Linked DNA regions of Mus musculus: region 1 is linked to region 2. A link is a contact called in public Hi-C data. All regions are on one chromosome and are shown on one strand. Each heading gives the region's core, a stretch centred on a gene start, on an enhancer-like site or on the middle of the called end of the contact. The rest is flanking DNA. Distances are from core to core; before and after follow the strand shown. Region 1 holds the start of Rab1a (RAB1A, member RAS oncogene family). Region 2 holds the start of Fbxo48 (F-box protein 48).

Region 1 (3,006 bases), core at 236-2,735, 3.3 Mb after region 2:
CAGGAGGCAGAGGCCAGGGAAACACTGAGTTCGAGGCCAGCCTGGTCTACAGAGGGAGTTCCAGGACAGCTAGGGCTACACAGAGAAACTCTGCCTCAGAAAACCAAAAACCAAAACCCAGACAATAACAAGAAAACTCCCAAAACTATGTATGTGTGGTCTGATGAGGCTGTCAGGACACACGGAGGAACGCCAGAGGGATGTGTAAATATGTTCTGAGTATATGGTTAGTCATGAGAACAGCCTCTTTTGCATATTTTGATGTCACAGAAATTCAGAAATTAAAAGTAAATCTACAGTTGGCCCCAGGAGATAATATTCTTGCTTAGAACAAGTTGGAAGATAAACTTTGGTCAGTGTATTATACTATGCCCTTTGTAATAAATAACGCAAGATAATGCGTTAAAGTTTAGCGGAGATTTAAATTCCTGAGCTGATTAAAGTTGACACCATTAGGTCTAAAAAAATGTATTAATATTAGTTCTGGAGTCCGTACTGAAGAGTTTCATGGCTTAAAAAAAAATACTTATTACTGCCCAGTTGTGCAGACGGACACAGAATTAGTACTAATAAAAAACAAAGAGCAGCAAAAGCAACTGCAACCCCCCCCCCTCAAAAAAAACAAAAACAAAACTTAACAACCCAACCCAACCCAACCCTATCCCGGAAAACAATTCAACTTTTAAGTCTAGGCCTCAAGTAGGAGGAGAAGACTGGTTAAGGCTGACTTTAGCCTGTGTCTCAACAGCACAATGTTAAAGGTTGGAGGTCGAGATGGAGGAGCAGTTTCAGACAGGGAAATCTGGCTGTGTGAGCAGAAGAGAGACTAGAACAGGGTCCATTTGCAGCTATTGCAACATCAAGTTGCTAGAGTAAAACGGTAAAAAAAAAAAAAAAAAAATTAGAGAAGGAGTCGGGTGAGTGAGAAAGCGCAAGGTCTACAGAGGCCGCTTGAGTTTCCTGCTGTCCTTAGAGCAGCCTCAGACCCTGATGGTGATGGCCCCTGTGGTCTTGCCTGAGCAGAGCTCGTCAAGCTGTCTCCACCCCTCCTCACTGTCCCAGGCTTCCTGGGAGCCCCCTCCCCCTCTGCTGCGGCACCGCCCTCCGCCGAGTTCCTTCCTCCTCCCCTCCCGATGGGGCACCGACTCGCCCTGCTGCCACGTCTCACTGATGACATCAACACAGCCCGGTCGGCCTTAGCCAATCCGCTAGGGGGAGTCCGAGCGAAGTCCTAGCCAGCAGGCCAGCGGGGAGGGGAGCAGGAAGGGCGGGGTGTGGGGGTGAGGGAATCGGGACGGGGCGGGCTACAAGCTCGAAAGTGCGCATGCGTTCAGGGCGCGGGGCCTAGTGGGAAGCTGAGTGCAGACAGCCCTCGGCCCGGTCGGGCTGCCCAGCGCGCGGTGTGCTCATGACTCTCTTTCCCAGCGTGCCCCGCGACGCTGCCGCCCTCTGGGCCGCGCCAGGCCCCTTGGCCTAGGCTTCCCCAGTTCCTGGTTCGCCGGCGGCCATTTTGGGTGGAAGCGATCACTGAGTGGCGGCGGCTGCTGATTGTGTTCTAAGGGTCGGAGTGGGGTCGACGTTTGCTCTACCGGAACAGCTTAGCTCATTCCTCCCTTTCCATTACCTGTGGCGCGGAGAGTTGGGGCGGCGGCTGCGTCAGCAAGGGCGGTGGTGGCGGCGGCGGCGGCGGCAGCTGCAGTGACATGTCCAGCATGAATCCCGAATAGTGAGTGCAGGAGAGCCGGGGCGGGCCGGGGTGAGAGCGGCCGGCCGGGGGTGAGGGCCGCCGGGAGGTTCGCTGCGCAGCGCCGGGAAGGTCGGCCGGGCGAAGGAGACGGAGCAGCCTGAGGGCCCCATTGTCTGAAGGCCGAGGGCCGCAGCGCAGCGGGGAGGGGTCGGGCCTGCGGGCCGGGTCCCGACCGCAGCCGGCGGGGAGCTAGGTGCCGCGGCTGGGCGTTGGGGAGAGGGCCTCGGACAGTAGCCAGGAGGGGCGCGTCTCTGGAGGCAGTGACGGCTGGAGGAGGACTTGGTTTTAAGGGGAGGTAGGTGGGAGAGCTCTGCTAGAGGGCACTGTCAGACCCTGCGCCGGCTCTGCGGAGCTGTCAGCGTCGGCTTTACTTGTAAATCCCGAGCTTGTTAGAGCTCTCTCCCTGTTGGGTTTTAGGTAATATGGATGCTTCTTGGGACTGCGTGGGCTTGAGGGGGATGAGGAGATGGTGAGGAGCTATTTATAATGTTTAGTTTTCTTTTGGGCTTGTCTCCTGGGAGAGTTCTGTGAGACTTGTGAGACGTGACCCTTACAAAATCCTGGACATTTGTGAAATTTTTGGTTTAGGGGAGACATGAGTCTCCCAGTCACCTTTTGTCTCCAGTAGGTTAAGAAGAAGAAAAAGAAGAACAAAACTGAACTAAAAATAAACTAGAAATGTCTTCCTGGTACCACCAAGTTAAAGTACAAGTTTGCAGACAGTTTTGAAAAGAAACTAATGGGGCCTTTGATGATAGAGTTGTATGTAGGTTTTAGATTACCTGCTTGAATGCCTGTAGATAGGAAATGAGGTTCCATGACGTGTCATGAAAAGTTAATGCATTCCTTTTTCTTGCTTACTCAAGAAGTCACTGTAGCAGATGTGACACACCTGGCACCTTTCATGGGAACTGCGCTTCTCCTTTCTTGGATAGACATTGTTAGGCTCTCTCTTTGAACCCAAAATTCTCCTATGGTTTCCATATATGAAAATAACTTTAAGAGATGCCATTTTTATTATACTTTAGTGTCAGAAATCTTTAAGGGAGAGGGATTTTTGTTGGTTTTTAATAAGAGAAATCACTATTGCCGTAAAAGCTGGGCTTTATTTGTTGCTTTGGTCAGTTACCGCTAAGTGTGCCCCCATGAAAGGTCCAACCATCAGCTCGGCTGACTTGTCATGTGCGTGTCACATGACTCTTGCAAAAGACATTCTAAGTTCAGGTTTTCTAAGACTGGTTTAATACTGAAATGGTTTT
Region 2 (2,700 bases), core at 129-2,628:
CTGGGCTCGCCATAGATCTATCATCAAGAAAATGCCACCATAAACTTGCCTACAGTCCAGTCCGAGTGAGACAATTCCTCATTTGAGGTTCCTTCTTCCAAGGTGTCAAGTTGACAAAAACCAACCAGCACACACCAAATGGTGCCCCCTTCCCCCCACCCCCCCACCACCACCACCACATACACACACACCATTTCCTCTTTCCTTGTATTTCTGACTCATATCTTCTATAGAAAGCTATAGGCTTTCTTATGCCAGCTAGTGGGATGTATGGCTTTGATCGGATTGGTGTTTTTTATGAAAGCAGCTCCCTTCCCTCAGCTCTCACCCCAAGGTCTGTTCCTTCTGGTAAGTCTCTGACTTCTTATTTCAGACATTAACTGGGAATGTGAAGAAGCTCAATACACGAGGTAGTCCGCTCTTAAATGTGTCTTCCCAGGGGAGTCACAGTTTCTTGAATCCATAACAGGGGATATTGAGCGTTTCTATGTATATATATGTACATCCTGGAAAGTTCCCCAGGATGCTTTCTGCCATTAGGCCTAAGTAAACAAGTATCTCTTAGCTTCAACATCTTTATAATCAGAGACATATAGAATGTTCAAACTAAAGGCCGTAAGGGTGTAATATGCAAAAGCAGTCTTAGAGAAATACAGAACTGCACGAAAGACTGGCAAGGGGTAAATGTTGAATGCTAGCAAATATCTTCTCTGGGAACAAAACTACAATGTTCAGCTAACTTAATAACCACATAAGCTGAAAGGTTTGCAATTCCATCGTATATAGCAGTCTCGGTAGTCCTTGATATTTCACTATATTTTTGCAAGATGCTACTAGATAGAATACATACCGCATCGAGCGTTAAGCTTCCCCGGGCAGCTCCCTGGAATGTTACTATGCTAAGAAACAAAGGAAATGAGTAACACGATATTATCATCAAAAAAAATTTCAACGTGAACTTTTTCAGCAACCTTTGTCGAGCACACACCTCAGGGAAGGAGCACCTAGTCAGGTTGCAGAGTCCCCTGGGGAGAGAGAGCCTTGGCGCTCAAACTCTCGGCCGTCTCAAAGCCCTCGCTAGCTACCAAAGCACTTTGGGAGTCCCGCCCTTTGCAAGTCCCGCCCTTTGTAAGTCCCGCCCTTTGTAAGTCCCGCTCTTTTAAGTCCCGCCCATGTGCCCGCTGTCACTCAGCGGGGACGCTGGACCTTGCAGTGACTTGGGCCTCCTTTCTTTCCTTCCCTTACGGTGATGAAACGCAGGGTAAACTACCAATCCCAGAAGGCACCGCGCATGCAAATGGGTGGAGCGAGGCTTGAGAGGGCGGGACATGAAGGCCTTCCGGAAAAGATTCAAATCCGGAGGACTGAAATCGCGGGAGGAGCCGGCACCGCGCCTTTAGGTAGGAGAGGCAGCTCTGCCCTTCCCTGCACAGGGACCAGCGTGCTCAGCTGTGGTCGGTCGCTTCTCCTGCCTGTCCTCACAGCACAGGGATGTGGTTGCGCTCGCCAGGACTGGTGTGGGCTCCCTGAGAACTAGTCTTGCCCGACGATGCTCTTTCTCGGTTTGCTCACTCCTAGTGACATTTGACAGGACGGTGGATGGAGGGGCTGGAGGTGGCCCAGAGTGACCGCTCTTCTCAAAGACCCAGGTTTAGTTCCCAGTGTCCACAGAGGGGTCTTGCCACTGACTGTTACTCCATTTCGGGGATCCCACCCCCCTTTTGGCTCCTGCGGGCAGCGCACGCACTGTGTGCTGAGACTTGTTTGCAAGCAAACCGGCAATACACATACATAGAAGCAGATCTTTGAAAAGGAGGTGGGAGGACCGCAAGCTAACGCAATATTTCCGCAAGGTTGGTTCAAAAAGAGGCGACATACAAGGAATAGCTTTCGAGGCATTCAAGAGAGATAATTTAGAAGATTCCTAGTGAGATTTTTGGGAATATGACCAAGGCACCACAGAATGTTCAATTGAAAAACTTCCTGCCTCTTGTGGAATTCCTTTGACAGAAGGAAAGATTTTATTCCTAGGGAGAGCCTGGGAGAAACAGCAAACATCTGAGTGTAGTGTAACCTCCTAATAGAAACTTAGTTTCAAAGATGACACTTTGCCTTTAGTTTGTACCAGTGGTAGGAGGGGAGAAGGTTCGTTGCAAATACTTGATCTTGTGGGTTTTGTCTTGTTTTTGCACACCAAGTTGCTTTCTATTTTCTATTTCTAAAGGAAGCCCCTGTTCAGTTCAGACATTACAGTTCTAACCACAACCAGTTTGGATCATAAACAGCCTAACCAAAGGTAGTCACCATGATGTTACTAACTACAAAGACTCGAGTAGTGCATCTGAAAAGGGAATTGTTAGTCACTGAATGAAGAGATATTTAGCTATACATCAAATGCCTATTGTATCCTGATTCTCCACCACAAAAGGAACTGTAAGTATTATAAAGTAGGTAAACACAAATTGTGCTTATATTGCAACATGGCCCAGGATGATGTGTGCAGCCTTGAAGCTTCCAGAAGCTTCCACTGTGGTCCTTGAGAACATTAGCTGGAATAAGGCTTTACATCTATAGCTATATACTATTCCTAGCTGAATTATGAACTACTTAGATTGTACTTGTCACTCAGTAATAGATTTGGGGACAGTGATCCTTAGCTCATAATTAGGCACATAAGATAGATTGATTTCTAAGACACCA

What was found. A called contact is a pair of places that touch in the nucleus more often than the background predicts.
Region 1: a Hi-C map of B cells shows a contact between it and region 2, with 5 read pairs. The contact joins the promoter of Rab1a here to the promoter of Fbxo48 in region 2. A contact is called at or near these places in 2 of 484 Hi-C or Micro-C datasets (B cells and uterus).

What each region holds. Positions count from the first base shown.
Region 1 is chr11:20,199,927-20,202,932 of GRCm38.p6, forward strand. Rab1a (RAB1A, member RAS oncogene family) reads left to right here and starts at 1,486. Exons shown (of 6, transcript NM_008996.4): 1 at 1,486-1,726. The coding sequence starts at 1,704.
Region 2 is chr11:16,950,032-16,952,731 of GRCm38.p6, forward strand. Fbxo48 (F-box protein 48) reads left to right here and starts at 1,379. Exons shown (of 4, transcript NM_176982.2): 1 at 1,379-2,433. Eldr (Egfr long non-coding downstream RNA) reads right to left here and starts at 1,251. Exons shown (of 4, transcript NR_110425.1): 1 at 989-1,251; 2 at 851-899.